2 separate regions of the Danio rerio genome follow, and region 2 is linked to region 1. Evidence: chromatin contacts called from public HiCAR-type data. All regions are on one chromosome and are shown on one strand. The core of a region is the stretch at or near the end of the contact, and the rest is flanking DNA. Distances in the headings are between cores, read along the strand shown. Region 1 holds the start of vipas39 (VPS33B interacting protein, apical-basolateral polarity regulator, spe-39 homolog). Region 2 holds the start of cdc42bpb (CDC42 binding protein kinase beta (DMPK-like)).

The links. HiCAR-type assays count read pairs that join an accessible place to other places.
Region 2: a contact with region 1 is called in a HiCAR-type map of caudal fin, with 4 times the contacts expected there. The contact joins the promoter of cdc42bpb here to the promoter of vipas39 in region 1. A contact is called at or near these places in 5 of 18 Hi-C or Micro-C datasets (caudal fin, embryo, hematopoietic stem cells and 2 more) and 2 of 4 datasets of contacts at active chromatin or transcription factors (caudal fin and embryo).

Annotation. Positions count from the first base shown.
Region 1 is chr20:20,829,096-20,835,371 of GRCz12tu, reverse strand. It overlaps vipas39 (VPS33B interacting protein, apical-basolateral polarity regulator, spe-39 homolog), which reads left to right and starts at 3,576. Exons shown (of 19, transcript NM_001001836.1): 1 at 3,576-3,605; 2 at 3,937-4,029. The coding sequence starts at 3,937. LOC566974 (serine/threonine-protein kinase pim-3) reads right to left here and starts at 4,265. Exons shown (of 5, transcript XM_068215630.2): 1 at 3,893-4,265.
Region 2 is chr20:20,983,605-20,990,348 of GRCz12tu, reverse strand. It overlaps cdc42bpb (CDC42 binding protein kinase beta (DMPK-like)), which reads left to right and starts at 4,830. Exons shown (of 36, transcript NM_001045125.2): 1 at 4,830-5,026. The coding sequence starts at 4,852.

The DNA of each region.
Region 1 (6,276 bases), core at 2,327-4,826:
TCTGAATGATTTTGAGATATTGAGCTTCAAAGTTTTTGCATTCCATAGCAAACAGTATATGTGTAAAATTTGTTTTTTAAATAAAAAGTCTTAAAATGTAAAAAACTTGTATAAAAAAAACAACCCATAATGTAAATAAGTTGTCATTTAATAAGAATTTGGTAACTCAATTTTGACAAAAATGTCAGATAGAACCTTATAATTCTAAGGTGACGATATGTCTACAAGTTTAGTTGTTAACTAAAACAACACCCTTTTCAAATCACCTCTCCAAAATGATACTCTTGCATTTATACAAAATACATCTACTGTTCCAAATAACATAACGTTGTGGTGAAAAATTGTGCTTGTAGATCAGTTTCCACGCCAACAAGGCTTGAGCATGAAAAGCAGAGCTTCACTGGCAATTTCTCAATTTTATTAACGCATAATAATGTAAAGGAAAGACCTCCAAGTGGGTCAAAAATACAATTGGGAATAAAATTCCAGAGAGAAGGTTTATTCAAATTCATTTTAAGAGTATTATTTACAGAAGAAAAATCCAAAAAGTGAAGACCCCTATTTTTAAGGGAATTTAAAACAACAGACTTACGGTATGTATAGTGTACACGATTCTTCCATAAGAAATTAAATAAAGTATCAATGGACTTCACTGTTTTATTATCTAGATATATGGTTGAAGCAAAATAGGTTATTCTAGAAATTTCGTCTGCTTTTGAAAGAAGAACTCTGCCTCTTTATACCCGCACGCTCTGCATTGTTTGCGTGTTGCAGGCTACGTAATTACGTAGGATTGCATGTTTTTGGCTGGACCATAGACATATTAAATACTTTATATTTATATTAATATACTCACTCTCTCTCTCTTTATATATATATATATATATATATATATATATATATATATATATATATATATATAGAGAGAGAGAGAGAGAGAGAGAGAGAGAGAGAGAGAGAGAGAGAGAGAGAGAGAGAGAGAGAGAGAGAGAAATGTTTTTATAAATATATATAAATAATATATATTAATTTATTATCTATAGGCGGAACCACAGGCTGGGCCACTTAAAGGGTTAATTCTAGGTTGCATGTGGCCCACGGGCCGCCAATTGAATATCCCTATGTCATGTCACATATTAAACAGTTATTGTTTTAAGTTTAAAATTATTCATTTAAAGTTACATTTTCTGTATAAATTTAATACATTTTTATAAATTAATTTTTGTATATATATTTTGAAAATGTGTTTAAATATATACACATATACTTAAACATACACACAATACTAGGACAACTTACATTTATGCAATTGGAAAGTTGAATGTGGTTAGCAATGTCACCTCACAGCAAGAAGGTCACTGGTTCGAATGCTGGCTGGGCCATGAGGCGGTTTTGTGTGGAATTTGCATGTTTTCCACCCGTGTGCATGAGTTTCCAAAAGACATGCAGTAGGTGAATTGGCTAAACGTGAATTGGCCATAGTGTATGCGTGTGGGAGAGAATGTATGCGTGTTTTCCATTATAGTGCACTGCACACTATATAATGTTTCCAGTGCTGGGTTCTGGATGGACAGGCATGCGCTTCATACAACACATGCCTGAGTAAAAGGTGGTTCATTCCACTTTGGTGACCCCTGATACTATAAATCCGGGACTAACCAAAGGAGAGTGAGTGAGTATGCCAGTTATAAAATTTTGCTGTTTTGCTGTAAATTCTAGTATTTTATGTATTTATATATTATCAGAATGAGCTTTATTCGCCAAGTGTGCGCAAACATACAAGGATTTTTTTTTCAGGAGCTCAGGGTATATACAGTACATGCATATCAATACAAGAACACAGAATGACATTTAAATAAGTGGAAAATAAAAGATTAAAAATTATCTCTCTCAATATATATATATATATATATATATATATATATATATATATATATATATATATATATATATATAGAGAGAGAGAGAGAGAGAGAGAGAGAGAGAGAGAGAGAGGGAGAGGGAGAGGGAGAGGGACAGACAGACAGACAGATAGTTGGAATCAAAACCAACTGATTTTTTTTTTATTAAGCCTATAAACAGTGTATACAATTTATACATACATCAACAAATAGGCAGATCATCTTTAACAATGAAGAAAAAGAAAAAAAAAAGAAGAAACAGCTAAACACAGGGGGTATATAAAAAATACATATTGAAAAGGCAAAATTTACTCATTAAACATAGGGAAAGAACCGGAGACAGATGAAGTTTTAAGAGCCTTTTGGTTATGAGTCAATTGAATCTGAATTGAATTTAGCAAGCAGCAAAATTAAGTTCACCACATACAACTGTTTACTTTTAGGTTGTTCATATTCAGTAAAGCCCAAGACTTCATGTTTCCAATACAAAGTACATTTACTATCAATTTTACTTCGAGTAAAATTCAAGACATTTTTTCCAAAATATTTTTGTAAGTGGACAGTACCAAAAAGAAGAAAAACCAGTTCAAAACAGTCATCACAAAAGGAACAGTTGGAGGAGATATCACTTTTATATTTTTTCATTTAATGACGGTCCGGATAGAATTTATGAATTATTTTATAAGAAATCTCTTTTACTGTATTTGTTAGAAAATAACTATGAGGAAGCATCCATACCTTTTTCCAACAAATATTATCCACTGCATTATTCCAATAAGCAGTCACACCTGGTAGACTAATACTACTCTGCTGAAATAATAAACGGATTATCCTATTATTATTTTACAGGGAGAAGCAAAACATAACCTTCCAATATAAGAATCGACCAAATTAAGTGAAATTTGCGATAAAGTGACGGTACCTCTTAATAGAGAAACAAGACCAGATGGGATACATCCCATAACTACAGAAAATTCTTTTGGAGAAACAGGAAATTGAAAATGTTCTAAATTCTTTTTATGAAAATAGTAGACCTTTGAAGTTTATTAATTGGCCAATCAACAGTATATCTTTATCTAACCAACTTTTTAAAAATATAGATTTATTCTTATACATAACATTCCCGTTGTTCCAAATAAAAGACAGATGGGGTGAAAAGTTGTGCTTTATCAGTGTCTAAGCTAGGAGTACTTGTTTATGAAAATCATAATATAGCTGGTAGCTTTTCAATTTTAAAGTTACACATGAGAAGAAACTCATGGAATAAAATTCCACAAACATGTTGTTTTTTTTCCTAAACTGCTTAAGCCAATTAACCTTGAATGTGTAACTTAAAGTGCTAAAATCCAAAAAATTCAGAGAACCAACAGAATTATTAGCCCCCCTGTTTATTTTTTCCCCAATTTCTGTTTAACGGAAAGACGATTTTTTAAACACATTTCTAAATATAATAGTTTTAATAATTCATTCCTAATAATTGATTTATTTTATCTTCTCCATGATGACACTAAATAATATTAGTATATAATATTTCCAAGACACTACTATAAAGGCTTAACTAGGTTAATTAAGTTAACGGCAGGTTAAGGTCTTTTATCCTTTACCAGTCAGACTTTTATTTTGGCGACATGTTGGAACCAGGAAGTAGTAGCTAACAAATCTGACGTTTCATGGGTTGATTTTTTTCACTGTAATATTCCGAAGGTAAGTCTGTATCGAGATTATAAAACCATAACGATACGTTTGTTTCATAAACATCCAAATCGCAGCATTGTATCAACGCACAGGAATGAATGTTTTTAACATTACACGTTACATTAGCGAATCATGAAACGTCGTATTGACAGTTTCTGACAACAGCAGAGTATAAGGATAATAAATTAAGAGACAGCTGTGTTAAGTGCGTCGGTTAGGAGCTGATCAAGTTTAGACACATCTGTGAATAAAAAGTGTGTGTTTAAAGATCAGAGTGTGTTGATGCAGTGAGAGACCTGCAGCTCCTGCTGTTTGCTCAATTCAGTCAGTGTGTTTTCAGATGACACGAGCCAAACCTGAGGATGATGAGTACTGGAACAGCTCCAAATTCAAAGCCTTCACCTTCGATGATGAAGACGATGAGTTTTCACGGGTGAGTTCAGCGTCTTTCTGTGGAGCATTATCGTTTTTTTTTAACCACAGTATCATTACTGAACTGTATGGCCCTGTCACTCCTAAATGCTTATTATTTAATATTATAAAGACAACAAGAGCTTTTCAAAAGTAATTTGTTAGCTATTGAACTGCTCTAAACACTACCGGTGTTACGGTTTAACTGGTGACCGTGTTAACTGGTGTCCCTTTCCAGATGTAAGCTATTCACGTTTCCAGATTGGCAGATTCGTCACTTTTTCACAGCAACAAAACATGTCCATACCAAATAAAGATTCTCATTACTTGGTGTCAGTGTCATTGTGTGCATTATTGATTTTAATATCTGTGTAGCAGAACAGTATATAACCAAAGTAAATAAAAAAAAAAATAATTAGAATTGACATGTCTTTAACAGGATTCGAACCCGTGTAGTGAAAAGGTTTAGTACACGTATCAGTCAACTTATCTAACTGAGCTACTCAGAACTTCAAACGAAACGGTCTGTTTTAATATCTTTGTCAGTTAACATGCCTTGCTGTGGTTGTGGACCCGTGTTAACATGTTTCCATCGATGTTAACATGTTTACATGCTGTTTAGTTACATGTATTCGCGTTAACGTGTTTCTACAAACTCTCCCGCTGATAGAATAGCTCTCTGTGACTAAACGATGCTTCATCAGTTGCTCAAACCATGTTTTTTCTTAGTTCTAGACTCATGTCTACCTGTGCCTTTGGAGTCGTGTTAACTCGTGACCCATGCTCATACATGTAACGTAAATAAAGATTTTATCCAAAAAAATGATACAATGACGATATTATTATGCAACATATTATGTCTAATATATATAATATATATTTCATATATAATATTATGCAACAGAATATTAATTGAAAATCGCAACATTTCAATGTATGATCTTGGTCACATCTGTATCAAGGTACTTATGAACATGATTTGGCTACATGCGATAAAATTACTAAAAGCTGCTAAGCCTTACATTTCATCAGTGCTTGATAGCTCAATTAGATAGCACGTATGTTCCAATCATGCTTCTCTTTTGTTAGTAGGTTCGAATCCACATACGAGTTTTGTTTATGTAGCCTGATTTTTTTAATTCTCTTTAAAATAAAATGTGGGGGGGGGGACTGCGATTTATAACGTATGCTTATTTAGTGGAACATCGTAGTCATTTAGAGCTATTCTGAGAAAACACAGCTCGTTTAACTTTGTAGACACAGACTAACACGAGTCAATGTGACTATTATATTCTGATTGCATAATATTCTAATATTCTGTTGCATAATATTATATATGAAATATATTATATATATATTAGACATAATACCTTGCTTAATAATATCGTCATTGTATCATTTTTTGATAAAATCTTTATTTACGTTACATGTATGAGCATGGGTCACGAGTTAACACGACTCCAAAGGCACAGGTAGACATGAGTCTAGAGCTAAGAAAAAACATGGTTTGAGCAACTGATGAAGCATCGTTTAGTCACAGAGAGCTATTCTATCAGCGGGAGAGTTTGTAGAAACACGTTAACGCGAGTACATGTAACTAAACAGCATGTAAACATGTTAACATCGATGGAAACATGTTAACACGGGTCCACAACCACAGCAAGGCATGTTTTAATTGACAAAGATATTAAAACAGACCGTTTCGTTTGAAGTTCTGAGTAGCTCAGTTAGATAAGTTGACTGATACGTGTGCTAAACCTTTTCACTACACGGGTTCGAATCCTGTTAAAGACATGTCAATTCTAATTATTTTTTTTATTTACTTTGGTTATATACTGTTCTGCTACACAGATATTAAAATCAATAATGCACACAATGACACTGACACCAACTAATGAGAATCTTTATTTGGTATGGACATGTTTTGTTGCTGTGAAAAAGTGACGAATCTGCCAATCTGCAAACGTGAATAGCTTACATCTGGAAAGGGACACCAGTTAACACGGTCACCAGTTAAACCGTAACACCGGACGAGGTTGACAGGTCTGTATAACAAACCAGCCCAAAGGCCAATTAAAATAGCCCAAAACAAGCCTGATGACGAATACGAGACTGCCATAGCTAAAATATTCACTGTTCTGACTTATACACACTTTTTCCACCCTTAAAATCACTACTTGTAATCATAATTATGTTTCGTTTGCGTAAAGAAGCTCCCTCACGTAAGGTTCATGATTTACCACCTTAACAATAAATAAATAAATGTATA
Region 2 (6,744 bases), core at 3,581-6,080, 150 kb before region 1:
AAAAAAAGCGTTCAAATGCGCTCTACGGGGTATCCTTTTCGCAAAGCCTGTCCCTCGAAACACCCCAGGGCACCAAAATGTCGGCAAAGGGCAGAAATTACGATTGAAGCAGTAAAATAATCCGCCCTGACACATACAAGCTCCCGCTGAGAATTGAAGCTCTCTGCTTATAAAATATTGAAGAGCTACGAACACAATTCTGTCTCCCAGAGCTGTCAGCAATTCTACTCTGATGGAGAAAAAAGCTCAATAGGAGGTGCAAAACGGCAGGATACAAATTACCTCTCATTTTTACCAACAGAGGTCAGTCTTTTCAAAGTTTTACTGTGTGTCGTATGGCAAGCCGAAGTATTCGCAAGTAGGCTGGTGTCTAACTAGTACCAAAATAATGTCAATAATTTTATTGGTTTAACAGATGAGTTTAGGTTTAGTATAGCTTATTGTCCTATTTAAAGCTCATCATCTGAAGAAACATTGCATATAAGATCAACACAAAATGAAAAGTTGCTGTCTTGGTTGTAATGTTTTAGGAAATTACTTGCCTTAAAGGGTCTTTGATTATAAGTCAGTATAAGTGAATAGATTTATACTTGTAATAATCAAAGACCCTTTAAGACAAGTGATTTCACTTGGTGGCCATCTTTGAAACACCTCACAGGCAGTATGCTCAGGCATTCTGCCTGAATGAGAAAACATCAAATTATCCAAAACTGTTTGCCAAGCCTACAATTACATTACATATTTGGAATCAGCAGTAAAATAAACGACAAATGTCTTGTAAGTTTAATTTCTAAACGTCTTAGTCAAACAAAATCTGCATATTTTCAGGTTCTCTGAGCTAAAACGCATGTGCACTCAATAAGAACGAGATCACGACACCAACCTCATTTGTGGCTGTTTTAGACATTATCATCCTCTGGGTAATGATCGTCTGATCGCATTGCTCTTCTAAAGTTATTCACAAGTTGGTCTTAAAGGTGAATCTTCTCCAGAAATGACAGCGACTCTTTGTTTACAAGTTTGTGGGTGTTTAAGTAGTTGCTGCTGTCATGTGATGTGTGTTTGGCAGGACGGACTGTACCTTGCTTTCGTTTCATACAGATTGCATAATCAAAAAAAACTTTTGCTTTCAAGTGCACTTTGTTCATTTAAAAGTACAGATTTATGTGGATTTATTCTTATGTCAGTAGCTATGTTCCCATCTAAAAATGTGAATTAACTTTATGTGCAAAACTGGATTATCGCATAGAAGATGTGTGAATAAAGCAGCAAGTCAAAGTGAACAAAATCGTCACTTCCTGATTATCTAGCGCCAAATGTCAACAGTAAAAATGTAATTTCCTGCAGTAAGAGAAGCTGCATGAATCTTTTCTTCATTTATTAAATGTCTTGTGCCTCAGAAGGCAGAGCACTTGAGACTTGTAGCACAGACACTCTCGATTTTGGAGGTCATTATAATAATATATTAAAAATAATACTGAAAGGCATTTTAGAATGACCAAAACAAAATTTCAGATGTTTTACAATGTGCTCAGCCTCCTTGTTTGTTTATTCACTCACATGATCTCTTATAACAAAATCACATGACCTTTTTTTATGCGCATACTGAAATTAGTTTGGTAAAAGTGTTTCCATTGCACTTTAAGCTCATCTTTACTTATCGAATAAAAAGTTTATCCTACTCAGTTATGTGCATGTATTTTTTGGATGCACATTGGATATGTGCATATTTTTTATGCACATATCCAAAATCTGCATAAAAATAGGTGGATGGAAACGTAACTTGTGAAGCAAGTATTCACTAAGATTCCAATGCGTTTGTTGACCACCAAACTGTCATAAAAGCACACGTCTGGTCTGAGCTTTCTCCCTGGAGAAACGTCAGTCCATAGCGATCAATGATTGGCTCAAGCAGGCTTTATTCTCCATATTTCCCATTACACTTTCCCCCTTTCAAATAGTGACATGTTTTGTGTATTCTATCATCTTTATTATAATCAAGGCATTTTAATTACTTTCTTAGAAGCAAAGTTTCCTGATTTTTACGCAGGAATGAGAGATTTTTCATCTGCCTTAGTTCACTGTGTAACTATAAATATTATAGCTTTAAATATGAATATTATCGAAACTCTTTGGTTCTTTTTGAGTGAGATGCTAATGGTCTAAACCGATATATTGATTTATGTTAAACTAAGCTAAGCTACTCCTGCCATACTTGGGGATTGGATGAATGCATTAATAAATGGTAAAATTCAACTTAAGGGGAGTAAAATGAGCCTATTTTCAAAATTGTTGAGTGTTCTGTACTAATGTTAGTACAAATGAAGTAGTGGAATTTAACTGAAAATATGGAGATACTATGTTTTAGATAAAATGTTAAAATGGCTTGCCATAATGGTATAACTGGTTTTGTCTGTGAATATTCTGCAGCTGGATTTGTGTGGAAATCTGTTAAAAATGTCTGTGAAATAATGAAAAGAAAAAAACAGTCACAGATGTGTTTATTAAAGTATATTATAAAGTGATTTAAAATGTGGAATATAGGAATGGAAAAAAAGCATAATGTTTAATCAACGTTAAACATTTAATACCCCCCCCAGCTCTAAATAAACCAACGAGTAGGCTATTACTGGTCTAAACAATCACCGAACGAGTAAAAATGGCAATAATAATGATAACTGATCATTAATAACCATAAGAACAAATTACAGAGTAGGTGAAAAGGTCACGCTCATGTCCGAATGCACAGACAGTCATAATCATTCTGACTGAATGGAGCTGCAATTACTGTGAGAGGCTTTATAGAGGTTAAGTCTTTTGTGTGCCCCTTACACTGGTGAGGGCTTGGCACATTGTCTGCATTTTTACAGTGCTTGACGAATGAGGAATCTTGCTATATTTCTGAGATCACAATAACAAAACTACCATTTGAGCAGCTCTGTAGAATACATATTTAAATACATATAAAAATGGATTCATTCATTCATTTTCTTTTCGGCTTAGTGCCTTTATTAATCTGGGGTCGCCACTGCGGAATGAACCGCCAACTTTTCCAGCATATGTTTTCCACAGCAGATGCCCTTCCATTGGCAATCCATCTCTGGGAAACATCCACACACACTCATACTCTACTGACAATTTAGCCTACCCAATTCACCTGTACCGCATGTCTTTGGACTGTGGGGAAAACCGGAGCACCCAGAGGAAACCCACACAAACACGAGGACAACATGCAAACTCCACACAGAAATGCCAACTGACCCAGCCGTGGCTCGAACCAGCGACCTTTTTGTGAGAGGCGACAGCACTACCTACTGCATCCCTGTGTCAGCCTTAATAAATATTTACATGTTTAATTTAAAATTATTTTAAAAAGTAGAAAGTAATTAGAACACCAGAGAAAAACAAACATACATTTGCTAATCAGGGGCAGATTTAATCAATATGCAAGGTAAGCGGCTGCTTGGGGCTCCAGGATATCAAGGGGCCCCCAATAAATATCTTGAAGTATAAATTATACCTATAAACTATATATAACATTGTTTTCTATCACATTTTGTATAACAGTTATGCAAATAAAATTATTAGGTAATTAAATGTTATTTTATATACAATAAAATATACTATTAATATTACTATGTTATGTAATAATAATACTACTAAAACATATCCACCACCATCAATCATGGAGCCATATATATATATATATATATATATATATATATATATATATATATATATATATATATATATATATATATATATATATATATATATATATTTATTTATTTATTATTTTTGTTAATAGTAAATTCATTTTAAGCAATCTAATTATTTAAAATGTAAAATTGTAAATGTATTAAAAAAGTTTTTTTTTTTTTTTTAAGTAAAACATGTAAATGTATTGAGATAAAACGTAGAAAAGAATATATAGTGATAGTGATATAGTGACAAAATAAATACAAATTAAATAAAAGTAGAAAGGATACATTTCAGAACTTGGGGCCCCCAAATCCCTAAATCCGCCACTGTTGCTAAAATCTGTAAGCTCTTCATTCACGGAGTTCCCTGTTGAACCGAGTGTTTGGGTCTGGTCAACGAGAGGACGCTTCGGCTGTTTTCAGTGCATATGAGCTCCTGATGAGGTCAGTGCTCGCCGCCTCCCGGTGTCAATCAAACCATGGCGTCACACACATATCCCCAGCGTTTCCGGTGCGGGTGGGCGGGGCTCCGCTATCCCGGGTCTGGATTCTTCATTCGGGAACGCTAGACAAGGCTGAACACGAATGCAGCCATATTCGGCTTCGCGGAGCAGCACACCGGCTAGTCCCGCTCACACTCGAGGATTCGCCTACCTCGAGAAATCACCCAGTTTTGTGGGGGGCGTGTTTATGTAGGTCCAAGGTGTGTGTAGTTCTTCGTTTATTCCTGAAGAATTCCAGCTGAGCGGAATGAGCGTCCAGTCATCCTGAGATTCGACGGGAGAAAAAGCCCCGACACATCCCGCAAAGTGGAAAGTACAGATTTGTCCGGATTAAGGCGAATGGAGCCGACGGGGCCTCAGGAGTGAGGAGGGGGGAGGAAAGGCTGGAAACCGGCGGACAACAGCGGGGTTAGGCGCATTAGGGCTTCGTTTATCTCAGCACAATGTTGGGCACATTTTGCTAGCTGGCTAGCTGGATGGCTGGCTAGCAGTTGGAGTCTGGGACTTCAGAGCTCCACACGTTTTGGCCAGATAAACACCAACTGTGTGTATTTATAACGCGAATACCGGTTATATTAAATCCGACAAGTGTTATTTCACATCTTCTGGCTCTGGGAGTGGTAGCCAGGCCGCTAAATTGGTAGAAAATGTCTGCGAAGGTGCGCCTGAAGAAGTTGGAGCAGTTGCTGCTGGATGGCCATCAGAAAAACGACAAGTCACTGAGTGTGGAGACACTGCTGGATATTCTCATATGTTTATACAACGAGTGCAGCAACTCGCCCTTAAAACGGGAAAAACATGTGACGGACTTTTTGGAATGGGGTAAGTTGATGGATTTGAGTGCATTAGTGACCGCGTTCGGGGATGAAAATCTGTGCGTGTGCCTTTAAGACCTGTTTATCTGTTATTACATTTGCCTTAATCACCCAGCTGACTTCAGGCTATTGTCAAAATTGCTGCCGTGACATTTGCTCTTGGGATTCCTGGCCTCGTTGTTTGGACGATACTGCTTGACGTGTTGTTGTTCCAGTTGAAGTACTCAAAAACAAGGATTTATATGAGCTTATGGTGGATAGTATAGGGTTGGGCAGCTGATGCAAAGTAGATGCTGCTGAAGTTGCATCTGCTTATAATAATTTATATATATATATATATATATATATATATATATATATATATATATATATATATATATATATGTGTGTGTGTGTGTGTGTGTGTGTGTGTGTGTGTGTTGATATTATATATTAAGATAGGAAGAGTTCAGATGCAAAAACCTTTAAATATCATCTGAAATTCTCTCCTAACATGAGCATTTTTCGCAACCTCCTATGTTTATGTTCTAGTATTTCACTGAAGGCAATGAAAAGAACGTATTTCTCACTTTAAGAGCAAAATTTCTACACGCAAGAGTCTTAGAAGGATTTAAAGTTTTTTGCATCTAAACCGTTTGTGTGTGTGTGTGTGTTTATATATATATATATATATATATATATATATATATATATATATATATAATAGGTATGATAACCTAATCATATATGGGTATGATAACCTTGGATAAAAATATCACGGTTTCACGGTATTGTGCTCACTGCTCTAAAAGATATTCTTTTTCAATGTCTGAGTAAAAAAACAACCAATTTTTCCCCTTTGAAAACAATATATTTTATTTTTTGAAAGTTTATAATATTTTGGAGCAGTAAACATGGCAGGCTAAATAATCAAAATGAATCATAGACTTCTGCTGTCTTCATTTGTTTCAAAAACACAGATTTCTTTACATTTTAAAATGGCATCTTTGGATATTTTTTCTGCTGGAAATAATGTTGTTGTAAAAAAAATGTAAATAAAAATCTTACTTATACCTTAGGAACTGTATTACAGAAAACTTTGTCGGTTTTAAAACCTTGACTTTTAAACCGCAGTATTCCTTGAAAACGGTTCTCGTCCGATGCCTAATATATAGTATATATTGTCATATATTGTTTACGAAGATGTAAAAAGAAATCTCAGTAGTGTGGGCAAAATGTAATGTTTAAAAAGTAAAGATTTGTAGTGAGTCTAAATTAATAGTTAGAAAAAACTGTATACTGTATATTAGGGTCCTTCTATGAAGAGAAAATCATCTATTTTTCCCAAAATCATACATATTTTTAATGACAAAGACATAAGATTATCTACAGAAGTAGATTATATCATGTAATAGTATTTACATTGTTTAACAGAAATGCATGTAAATGTAAGTTGTCACTATATTTCTAAATAATAAGTCTCTCATTTTATTATGATTTTACTAAAACAATTAAAGTATGTGTTATCCATTAAACCCTAGTTTCTTTGCTCTATTAAAAGTTAATCTCGCAACATTAATGGTGATTAAAAAAAACAATGAGAGATTTTTCAGCCATAAGACACCTGTACCTTGGCCTGACAATGAAAAAAGTGAAAGTATAAACTGTCACTCAGGTGAGAGAAGGTATGAAGACTATTGTGCACAACATGTTTTGTATCATCTTCGTAATTTGGAGTTTTTGTCA